2 separate regions of the Pan troglodytes genome follow, and region 2 is linked to region 1. The links are chromatin contacts, called in public Hi-C maps. All regions are on one chromosome and are shown on one strand. The core of a region is the stretch at or near the end of the contact, and the rest is flanking DNA. Distances in the headings are between cores, read along the strand shown. Region 1 overlaps LOC104001414 (a long non-coding RNA gene). Region 2 overlaps CCND2 (cyclin D2).

Region 1 (6,201 bases), core at 2,081-4,580:
TTGGAAGAGATCGGTTAACTCTTTTCAAAAGTTAAGCAATTTCCTTCTTGAGAGCTTGAAGTGGGACAGAATGCAAGTCACCTGTCCTGCCTGCAAGAACTTCTTGTCCCTCCCCCTCCAATCCATCCTCCTCGATTCAGCATGAAGGGTCTGAATTCCAGTGGATTCAGACTTTGTTACCACGACCCACAATAATAAGTATATTTCATACCATGATTCAGAACATACACAATCACACACACACAAACACATTTCATGAACCAATACTTACAGCACACACAGATTTTCATATTTTTCTATTCCATTCTATTCTCATCCATTCTATTTTTCAAATGTCAGTCATGACCTGAATTTCCCTGTATAACCTGAAGTTTGAAAAACAATGTTCCTACCACTGATCTCTCCCACCTATTCAAAAGACTAGCTATTCTCCATTTCCTACAAAATAAAGTCCAAATTTCTTAAGAGGACAGATAAAACCATTTATAACTCTGCCTTCCAGCTCCAGTTCTGCCATCTTCACCTGAGCTCACAACATACCTGGCGACTGGCCTTTCCTAGGAGACGCTAGCCCCACTACACAGTCTCACTTTCTGCCTTGCTCAGGCCCTACCCACAGGCTAGATGCACTTCTCACTACAAGAAAAACTGCTCTTTCTCCTTAAGAAATATCCCAGATATCACCCCCTTCTGAAGACTACCCTGACCTGCCCAAGCAGAACTAAACTCTGCACCAGGTTTCCAGTCTAGGAACTCTTTTTTGTATAGTGCATAATGATCATCTGACCCTCCTGATGGTTTAGATGTCTTTCCCTATTTCTGAATTGGTAGGAATACATTTTTAAATCCTTTCCTTTATGATTGGCACCTGCCTTTTTCTTTCTCAATCTTCAGCCTATTCCCCCTCCCCATCTGCATACATCCCAGAGCCCCCCATACAACTGGAAGATCACAGAGAAGGAAAAAGGAGAATGGTCAAAGTTAGTTGTGGCAAACCAATCTGGTTCTCGTTTTTCTTCCTCCAAATTTGCAGTCCTGTTTCCAGGAGATCCAAGCTTGGCAAAGGCATAGCATGATTCATCTGAATCACAAGAAGTTGGAGAAGGCAAGTGAGGTGGAGAAACCAAGGCAGAGTGCGAAGAGTGGCTGCCTCAGGCTACAAAACCAGGGCAGGAACTGACAGTACAAACAGAATAAATAATACTGATTCACAGGCCAGAGAAACCCTGTCGCCAAAAAATGCCCTGTTGCAATCTCAGCTGGTAGGCTGTGGATGGCCTGATTTACAACCAGTTTCAGAGTTTAATGAACTCTCAGGTCACCTTTATCTATATAAAAATAACAACAAAAAGACCCCTAGTGCTATGCAGTTTTCAAAGCAATTACTCACACATTATTCCATTTCATCGTGGAGTGTCAGAGTTGTAAGGGACTTTAAGAGGTCAATTAGCTCAATCCCTCATCCTGCTGCAGATGAAAAGGAGACTGAGAATAGGCAAGTGACTTGCCCAAGGTCACACCCCTGTGTTAGCAGCACAGTGCAATGCTCTTTTTTACCAAACCACACTTCTCACACACAGAAGTAGCCAGTGCTCCAGTGGTCTCTTGATTCAGAGCGCTCTAAGAGTTTCACTCTGCCTGGATTTCAAAGCCCTTCAAAGGAGGGAGGGTGGTGCCTGCCTTATCTTTCAAAGATTCCCAAGCGCAGAGATTCTCTGGCATCTCTCTGGTCAACTCTTTTTTTTTTTTTTTTTTTTTTAGACGGAGTCTCACTCTTGTTGCCCATGTTGGAGTGCAATGGTGCAACCTCGGCTCACTGCAACCTCCGCCTCCCAGGTTCAAACGATTCTCCTGCCTCAGCCTTCCGAGTAGCTGGGATTACAGGCAGTTGCCACCACGCCCGGCTAATGTTTCGTATTTTTAATAGAGACGGGGTTTCACCATGTTGGCCAAGCTGGTCTCGAACTCCTGACCTCAGGTGATCCACCCACCTCGGCCTCCCAAAGTGCTGGGATTACAGGAATGAGTCACCGCACCCAGCCTCCGGTCAACTCATAATTTGCTGCCACAGTCGGCTAATCTGGTCTTCACAGTATTGTATCCCCATTACCAAGAGTGCCTAAGCTATTAACCCACCAGTAACAGGTGCCAAATTGCCTCTTCTTCTGCACAAGATGTTCGTTTAAAATCAAATTGCACATAAATCCCTCCAGTCCCAACTCACTTCCCTCAGCCCTCGGCCTTTTTTGGTCTTCTTTCCCCTTGATGCTCCCAATCCTGCCTACTGAGCGTCTCTAAGATGACGTTGGGAGGGGAAGCTGGGTGGCCTGGGGGAGCAGCATGGAGTTGCGCGAGCAGGCGGGCAAGTCACAGGGCTTTATCCACCCCGCGCCCACAGGCCCCAGGAAGGGGTACCGCGATCGCCTGATGTCACTACACTCATGGACTCTTCCAGACCGGCTCTCTCATCTTACAGATGGGGAAACTGAGGCCGGGAGTGCAGAAGGGGCTTGCCCAAGCACGTTAGTAAGACTAAGCTGGGAGAACACACCAAGTTTCCACACTCCCAGGCCAGCTCACTTCCTCTACTGTCCGCCTTTCCCTTCGCCCATGAGGAAACTGAAGCTTAGGGAGGTGGAGAGATGACATAGGACCGCTCGGCTTCCCCAGGCCGGGTCCAGGAGCAGAAGCGCGGAGAGAGGGGAGAAAGGGAGGCCGGGACCGGGCATTCCCCACGACGGGTAGATGTGGCGCACAACTCCAGGGGGCACTGCTCGCCCCGCGGTCTACGTGCCCCCCGGCCCTTTGTGCCCTGCTGAAGTTGGGGAGAGGGCGCAGGGAAGAAAGGGCAGGTGCCCTGACCCTCCAGAAAACCAGCCCCTCGGGGCCGCCCGGAGTCGGGGAGGCCTGGCCCCCGGCACTGCCCACGGCCTCTCCTCCGGGGAGACGGGGTCCGAATGCCTTTCCCCATTCAGCGGGATTATTCCTTTTGAATTGTTTAAAAAAAAAAAAAAAAAAAGCTGCAGCTAGCGAACCCTGCCTGACAACACCGAAGGAATTTTTCCCAGGGATCGGCCGAAAGCTGACTCACATTTAAAGACTTGCCCGAAGTGGTCATGCCCCTCTGAGCAAATACCACAGGCATGCGAGCACGCGTCCGCGGCCTCCTGGCGGCGCGGCCTCCAGGCGCGGCCGGCGATTGGAGCAGCGCAGCGCCGCTTCTCCCCCGCGCAGCCAATCGCAGCGCCGCGCCTCTGGGTTGCTAGCCGGGCCGCCGGGCGCGGGGAGGCGCGGGCGGGGAGTTGTCCCTGCTCGTTTCCCGGCCCTGGGCGGGGGCGCGGCGCGCGGGCGGGAGGCTCAGGCAGTGGGTTTCGGCCAGTATGGCCCTGGAGGGAAAGCCAAGGAAAGGGATGAGCCACCTACGCCGCAGGCCCTTTGAGCCCCGCGGTCCCTCTCCGGAATGTGCGCGGCGGCGAGAGGCGCTCGGCCTAGGCCCGGCTTGGAGGCGCATTGCTGCGCATCTTCCCCGGACCGCAGGAGCCTGGCCTGCGAGCCACCCTCGCCTGCCTCAAAACTCCGACGCCCGGCAGTCATCTCCTGGCCACCCCACCATTGCAGAAGGCAGCGGGGGGAGGGGGGCACGGGCTCATAAATCGCGGAAGAGCAGTCAAAGACCCTAGTTCGCAGCTACATTACAACCAGATTAACGTGCGATCCTGGCCAAGGCTTCTCACAACTGTAGTTCTTGTGTTTTGGGTTTTTTTCTCGTGTTTCAAATGAGAGGTTTGAGCAGGATCATTAGACTCCTTGGCGCTAAGATTCAGGTTCTTGTAAGAACCGAGATCCAGTTCTTATACTTCAGCCCCAAACAATTTTCCACGCAGCGGCCCAAGTGCTTTTCTCAACATGTAAAGGGCATCATGTCATTCCCCCACCTTAGAACCTCTGAGTGTCTCTGTCCCTCTCCATCCAGCTTTATCCCAGCGGTCTTTCTGGGCTGCTTGAAATTACTGCCTCTCTCCCCCAGCTTTTTCCTGCCTCAGGCCTTTGCGCATGCTGTTTCCTTCACTATCTCTTGGCCAATTCCTAACTCACCCTTCAGGTCTCCGCATAAATGGCACTTTACTAGTGAAGCCTTCCCTGTGCCCCAATCTGAATGAGGTCCCACTGCTACTCCCACGTGACACCCTGCGGTTTTCCATCATGCCTATATTCAAAGCTGTAATTTTCTAATTTTATTTGCTTACTATCTCTTCCACTAGAAAAGACAGAGGCCACTTCTATTTTGTACCCCATCAGAACAGTTAAATTATCCCCAGGTAAGTAAAGAATTATCATACCTATTTAACAGATAAGGCGGTGGAAGTTGAGACAGGTTAGATAACTTACCTAGGTTCAAATAGCCAAAGGTGTTAGAACCTATGGGCTTCTACTTCTGTCAGGAAATTGGATTATAAAATAATAGGCTTTCCAAGAAATAGCAAATAAATTGCTAGAACAGATGGCTTTCGCACTTTAGATGCTGTGGTTTTGCCCCTGCCCTTCAGGACTCTTTCCATACCAATGAAAGTTCCATTCCTTTATTCATTCAACAAATATTTATGGTGTATCTATTATAAGCTAAGCAGCACAATCGTAAACAAGAGATTTCCTTTCCAGAATCTACAGAACACTAGCTACACAGTACAGCCTTTTCTACCATGGAGCAGTATCCAAAGTGTCCATTTAGTTAAAAATTTTGCTCATCTTTTCTGATATTTTGTTTATTTTGGTGTCTGTTCTGATATGTGGTAGGCTTAGCCTACCAGATACATGTATATATAGATGTATACCTACCATATGTGTGTAAATATGTGTATATGCACACATCCTTTTTTTTTTTTTTTTTTTTGAGACAGGGTCTCACTGTTGCCCAGGCTGGAGTGGTGGTCACAATCATGGCTCACTGCAGCCTTGAGCTCCCTGGACTCAAGTGATCCTCCCACCTCAGCCTCCCGAGTAGCTGGGACTACAGGTGCACCCCACCACACTTGGCTAATTTTTGTATTTTTTTCTAGACACAAGGTTTCGCCATATTGCCCAGGCTGATCTCGAACTCCTAGGCTCAAGTGATCCCCCCGCCTCAGCCTCCCACAGTGCTGGGATTACAGGTGTGAGCCACCATGCCCAGCTGCCTGTATTTTTTATTGGACTAAAAAATGCATCCCAAAACTTGGTCAAAAAATAAATTTCTTTTAAAATGTATACTGCTGTTAGGTGGGGCACAGTGGCTTAGGCCTGTAATCCCAGCACTTTGGGAGGCCGAGACGGGCAGATCACCTGAGGTCGGGAGTTTGAGACCAGCCTGACCAACATGAAGAAACACCGTCTCTACTAAAAATACAAAATTAGCCAGGCGTGGTGGCGCATTCCTGTAATCTCAGCTACTCAGGAGGTTGAGGCAGGAGAATCGCTTGAACCTGTTAGGCAGAGGCTGCGGTGAGCCAAGATCATGCCACTGCACTCCAGCCTGGGCAACAAGAGCAAAACTCCCTCTAAATAAATAAATAAATAAATAAAATTTATACTGCTGTTTCTTTGAATTACCAATGTGATCTGGGTGCCAGTCATAGTTATCTCTAAAGGAAGATGCTAAGGCAGGGAAGCTTTACGCATGGCAAGAAACTTTTCTAGGTATTATCCCCTCAGCTGTGATTCAGAAGCTGGCCTGCCCTCACCCCTACGGGTCCTAGGTATTCCCTCCCATTCCCTCTTGCCCCTCTAGCAAGTCACTGTCCTTCCAAGCCTTATGCTCCTCATCTGGTCTGAATGCTTTCTAGCAGTGAAGAATGTATGAAGTGAAGAATTCCCTCACTTATTCAGCAAATATTTACTGGTCATCTGCTGTGCACTAGGCACCTTTCCAGTACTGGGACTATAATGGGAACAAAACTTGTGGTTGCTGTCCTCAAAAATCTTACTCTCCAATAAGGAAAAGGCTGGTGTAACCATCAGTCCACCCAATTAAACAACCACCAATCTAGCAATCACACATTCACACATAATCATGCACTGAACTGAGTGATGGGTGAGTGCATTCGTGTGCTAAAGCCTTGTGGCAGGAGGGATCCTGCATTCAAGGAACCAGAGAAAGCCACCCACGCCGGAGAGAGACAGGAGGAAAGGAAAAGAGGAGGCAAACCAATCATGCAGAGCTCCGGA
Region 2 (5,789 bases), core at 1,092-3,591, 260 kb before region 1:
TCTCTACTCTAAGAACAGTTTCTATCACCAAGTTTTCTCTGCTGGGAGGCCGGCATTCTACGTTAGGCTTGATGAGCTCCTTCTTTTGGGTTGATTTCCTACTGCATTTAGGGTTCTTAACACATTATTTAGCACACCTTTGTTTACGTTCTTAATTTGCTAGGGTTTTGCACGCTTTACTCTTGCTTCATCATACAACTGCTAAGTTCCTTGAAGGCAGGAATCTCATCCTCTATTTCCCAGATGCCACCATCCACCCCAACTTCTAGCAACAACTGGGCCTTCAGTAAAGACTTCCAGAAACGAATGAAGGAAATACACCACTTCTTGACTCGTGAAATGGTAAACAGAGCTCAGGAAGCACAACTCACCTCCCTCCAAACACTAATGTGTTCTAAATTCTAGTCCTTTTATTTTTCTCCCCTCTGAGCGTCAGCTTTTCAGAGAACACAGGCTGATGGATGGGAGGAGGTTTAGCACTTGGAAAGGTGCATAAACACACACACACACACACACACACAGCCTAGCCCAGAGCTGCTTGAACCTTTCCACTAAAAACATTTTCAGGGAGAGCGAACCAGCCTCTGGGGTGCCAGAGGTAAGCCTGGAACTTCCTGAGGTCTCAGATTTGTATTTGAAAAAGTGTTATGAACTTTACATTTCACTGCGTTCACTCTTGGTTTTTAAATATGAACATGTTCAACCCAGGCCCACTGGTGTGAATGAGGCATACACAGGCAGCCCCAGTTAAGAAACACGGTGTGTGCCCATTATAGAAATGAGATACCAACTTGACCAACAGTTAGGATTTATAGGAGGACACCCCTAAACCAGCTTCGTGTCCACTTCATATCCGTTTAACAGAGTTGGCCAGCTGACTTAAATGGACTGGCTACGTAGTATCAGAAAAAGGCAAACAGTTTCTCCAGATGAGATGACAGACTGACTTGTCTGCGGTCTTGAAAAGCCAAGAGACTTAGCAGCAACTCCCAGGAGGGAAATTTACACCACTGTCCACGTGAGATCAGTAAGGGGGGACAAAGGGAGGTGGGAAAAGGCTGGAGCCGGTAGGGTGGTCAGCCCATCAGAGCAGGTCTATCAACATCGGGGGAAAAGGTTACAATGCCTGGAGGCAGGAGGAGGGGGGTGGCCGCTCAAACTCCTGTCACTGACATTTTTGTCTCCAGGCATTGAGGAAGGGCTTGTCTTAAACTGGCTGAGAGTCCTATTTGTAAGTCAGCCTTAATTGGAGACATTCAGAAAAGGAGGAAAGCGTACCATTTCTATAAACGTTAAGTCCCGTCCACGATTTTTCTCTGGAGGATTAGAAAAGCATTCTTCATGCTGCACTGGAGGGAGCTTTTCAGTCTGTGTTCTGGAGTCCTCGTTTAAAAAGCGTATGTTTGGAGCCCGCATTTTAAAACCATATCTACGAACTATCTCAGAGGAGGACCCCGGATTTGCTCTGTCAGCATCTCCCTGCGCCATTTCTCTGAGCTGGGAACAAATGCCAGGAAAAATCCAGGTGAGCGGGAGAGGAGGCCAGCGAGCCGCAGCCGTGGGCTCTCTGTAGTTTAATCTGTTCAGTATCCCTTGTGCAGGCCTCAGCCATAGGCCTATAAATCACATGATCCCTTAACTCAATAAAAGCCCGCAGAGGGCATCTGAATCCCCCTGGACCATCCAGAGGGTGTCATCGTGAAGTGCCCAGCATTCTTCAGCCTCTCCATGGTGATGCATGAGGGCTCAGGGCCAACACCCCTCTCTCGGGTTGACTTTAAACCCCAGGGTTTTTTTTCAAACCAAAAGATCCCAGGAGCGGCAACAAGGGTGGAGTGGAAAGTTTCCAGGGGGCAGTCGGAGCCTGGGGGTTCTAGCCCCAGCTCAGCCACTGCCCACCCCGCTCCTGGCTGGTTACTTCGGTCCCTGTCCTGCCCGTGGAAAATGAAGGAATGGCCTCTCTGACCTCTTAGCACCATCCTGGCTCGGACGGGCTAGGACTGCAGCTTCCTACTGATTGAATTCAGAGGCTCACTTGACCCTGGTCTCTCTCAAAACCTTTCTTCTCAGGAGCTCCAAATTCTGGCAACAGGAAGTTAACAGCCTCTGGGCCGTCCACAGGGCACACAGAATGGGGAAGCTCCGTAGCTAATAATAGTTTCTTGAGTTTGTATGGCACTTTGTCTTTTGAAAGCACTTTGTAATCCATTACTGCATTGAACAAAAGGGAAGAGAGAGCGGGGAGGGGTCGAGAGGTTTGCCAGGGACGGACACCGTTCTCACAGTGGGGCACCTCTTGTGTGTCTGCTCCATCCACTGCAGCTGAGTCCTGGCTCTCCTTTCTCCTCTGTGCGCCTTACAGCCTCAGCGTGTGAAAGCAGACACGGCAGCTCTTCGCTGCCGGGCAGAGGCAGCCCGGCAGCGTGTACAAATATGGCAATGAAGCAACAATTCAGACCCACTGAGAAGCCCACGCCATAAAGGAACATCGGTAAACAGCCCTCCCACCCCCACCCCCTTCATCTGCTTGCTGAGTTTTCTTTCGTATTTTCCCGTGCACAGCTTTTCAGAACCTTAAGAGGGGGTGTCACCTGCTGAACTCTGCACTCCCTTGGATGTCGATCTTAGGAAACAAACCAGAAAAATACCTCTGACACAACATAATCAAATCCGTCGTCTCCTTCCCTGAGCTGAGAAGAGACATCTGGACTTAGCCAAGAAGGTGGTGGCCACCTACCACGTCTGTGTTGGTGATCTTAGCCAGCAGCTCAGTCAGGGCATCACAAGTGAGCGAGCTCACTTCCTCATCCTGCTGGAGCCCACAGATGGCTGCTCCCACACTTCCAGTTGCGATCATCGACGGTGGGTACATGGCAAACTTAAAGTCTGCAAGGAATGAGAGGCAGAAGGTCAGGGCACAGAACGAATTTGGATCCTGGAGCTCCCGAGACTGCAGAGACTCAGAAACAGGACGGCAGCAGGTCAGCGGCGCGAGTGACCCCGTGCCCTACAGGCATGTCCTCCCTCGAGTTCTTTCACAAGGAGCCTGTGTTTATTTGCCATCACCATGGCTGTTCCAGATTTAAACGAAGGAGACTGAGGCAGGGAAGGAAGACAGCTTATCTAAGCGCACACAATGAATGCACAGAGGATTCAAGGTCCCCAATCCCCAAATCCCAGTCATATTAAGCATGTCCGAGTTAACATTCTTGACCCTGGTGGGGGGAGCAAGGTGAGCGAATCATGGTCTCCTCTAGAGGTGATGGTGGGAACAGAGCAGAGAATGCCTGAGACCAGTGCAGACAAGGTACCCCATGGGCCATGCAAGCAGGACAGACCAGGGGCTCCAGATGTGAGAAGGAGGGAAAGTACAAGGAGGTGGGAGAAACGGGCAAAATCTATGCATACGTTATGCTAATTCAGATGGGATCTTGTCATAGTCTCTGGACAGGCATCGAGGATTAATATGACCCCCACCCAAAAAAAAAAAAAAAAAAAGATTTGATTTAAAAAAGGAAATGAGAGAAGCAGCAATGCAGGGAGTGGGCGAGTGGGGGCTGAGTTCCACCCAGTTCCCAACCTCTGGCCCAACAGCAAGAACCTTCAGAACATTAGGGCAGAGGATTCTAACCCTAACATAGGGCTCTAACTAAGCACCGAAGATTAATCATTGCATCCGAATCAGATGGGTGACTCGGTTTCGATGTTATGACTCATGAGACTGAAGGCCCCATTTTATTGCTAAGAGAAAAAAATGTGACTTGCTACAGGGAAGTGCAGAATGAGGATAATAAATCAGAGGGGCTTGAACCCCGTCCACTGCCATGCTAGAGGGCTCCTCTTGGAAGATCAGCCCCCTTGTGTTCCTCCGAGCACTCCTTCAGAGGGGCTGGGTGGCCATGATCCAGCAGCTGCTTGGTCCATCGAGGGGAAATAAAGACAGCCAACTTCTCCTGTTACAGCTGCTGACAGCTACCAATGACCACCATATGCAGTACGCTACACATTACGTCCTGTTTAATTTACCCATCAGCCACAGAAGATGCACACGAGCGTCACCCTAATGGTATGGGTGAGAACCCTGAGACTTTTGAGAGTTTAAGTTGCCCCTGCTCGTGTTGACAGACATTAGGGTGGGTATAGTTGCAGCCATCACCCTAGTGACGGTCCTGGAGTGCAGCAAGTCTTCCAAAGCGTACTCTTTCTAGTTTTAGCATTGCTCTAGTGAGCTTACTGTGTGTAGACATGGAAGGGGCACGTGGGGGCAGGAGACACAGCATACAGGGAAACGTGGGTCTCCCTTCAACTTACAGCAAAAACAATCAGGTTAAACCTACAAAAACCAGCCCCTCTCCTATTTCCCCTTCTTCCTGTACACGCTCTATTACAAACACACTTTCTGCAGCAGCATTTTAATGGTCAGCCCATTGCCCCAGCATCAAGTTAGCAGCATTGTTAGACACCGTGGATCCCTGAGCCAAGCACAGCCCTCCCCTCCCATCATGAACGCAGAGCAAACCTGGCCATCTGCCTGTCTCCTTGGCTTTTTCTCCATTGCCCTCTCACCATCTCCACCTCTTGAGGGACGTATATAACGGTGCTGCGCCCATGCCTGCTGTCCACCTGCCCCTCCTATGCCTTCCCTGTCACCACGAACAGTGTGACAAAGCCAGCCTCCCTGCCTCTTGCTCTGCTGTAGGTCTCTTCCACATGGGTCACAGGAGAGTGTTTCTCTGCCCAATAACCTCGTTAGCTCCCCCCTGTGACATTCATAACACAAGCGGGGCAGCCGGCCCATGGCCCTGGGCCCACAAAGGCCTGGGTGGGAGCATCTGCCAGGGAAGAGGCAGGCAAGTATCCCCGGCCCTCCCTTCCCTCTGCCATAGGCCTCAGACCGGGAAGCACACCTCACACATGCCCATCTCTGCTGTCCCACTGCTAGCAAAACCAACTCTTATTATTGGCATACGAATGAACTTCTGGAAGCCAGCAGGCATAGGGGGAACAGGTGCACCGGTTGCACAGGGAGACTCTACCTCCCTTTTTGTTTTACTAAGAAGATTTTCAGGGGAGTCCTCTTGGGGACACTGTCCAATCCCACAGAATTGGGGAGCACTAGGTGCATGAACTTGACTGCCTCTCAGCAGCTCAGAGTGGCACCAAAGGAGCAGTGTGTTCCCACAGCCAGAGGAGAGGAGCCGCTGGAGACGAGGACGGCGGCCGTGCTGCCCTCTGTTGCCCGCTACACAGGAGACGAGCATCTTCCTCGGTATCCCTGAGCGTGCCCCACCTCTCCTCCAGGTTAGTCAAATACTGAGGCAACATCAGCCCTCCAGCTAGGTCCAGACGTGGGACTGTGGGCAAGTCACTTCCTCTTTCCAAGGGCTTGGTTTCCCATTTGTCTAATAACGGGTTGGGTGAGATAAGTGTTTTTCTAACTTCTAGCTGCAACTCATTCATGGGTCATGAAATGCATTTGTGGGTCATGACCAGCACTTTCTGTTGTTGTTCTCCTTTAACCAAATAGAGTAGGATAGAAAGTATCAGGCTCACTGTATGTCATTAAGAGTAAATATTGTTCGGAGAAACTTTTGTATCAGTTTGATATACTTGTACAAGTATCCTGAGTTGTGTTATAAAATGTGTTTCTTCCTACATGGCTTAGGTCAAGAGTTTAAAGATAGTAAGCAGGATAACCTCCCAGGTGCCTTACAGGTCTACTTTGCTCTTACTTGAGGATCTGGAAGGGGAATGACTCCCAAGGAGAAGAACAATGAGGAGACAATAGA

What was found. Hi-C and Micro-C count contacts between places; a contact is called where the count stands out from the background.
Region 2: a contact with region 1 is called in a Hi-C map of stem cell-derived neural progenitor cells, with 1.9 times the contacts expected there. The contact joins two enhancer-like sites. A contact is called at or near these places in 1 of 7 Hi-C or Micro-C datasets (stem cell-derived neural progenitor cells) and 1 of 1 datasets of contacts at active chromatin or transcription factors (stem cell-derived excitatory neurons).

Annotation. Positions count from the first base shown.
Region 1 is chr10:11,196,815-11,203,015 of NHGRI_mPanTro3-v2.0_pri, reverse strand. The region is part of intron 2 of LOC104001414 (a long non-coding RNA gene); the gene reads right to left. Among named protein-coding and RNA genes, the nearest start is that of PARP11, 150 kb to the right of the region's middle. Within about 2 kb of position 3,330, at least 12 of the 24 cell types and tissues checked have an H3K27ac peak or open chromatin away from gene starts, as enhancers often do. A contact at or near this core is called in stem cell-derived neural progenitor cells, where this site is marked.
Region 2 is chr10:11,453,758-11,459,546 of NHGRI_mPanTro3-v2.0_pri, reverse strand. CCND2 (cyclin D2) reads right to left here. Exons shown (of 5, transcript XM_001156857.7): 4 at 2,738-2,886. Among named protein-coding and RNA genes, the nearest start is that of CCND2, 16 kb to the right of the region's middle. Within about 2 kb of position 2,341, at least 6 of the 24 cell types and tissues checked have an H3K27ac peak or open chromatin away from gene starts, as enhancers often do. A contact at or near this core is called in stem cell-derived neural progenitor cells, where this site is marked.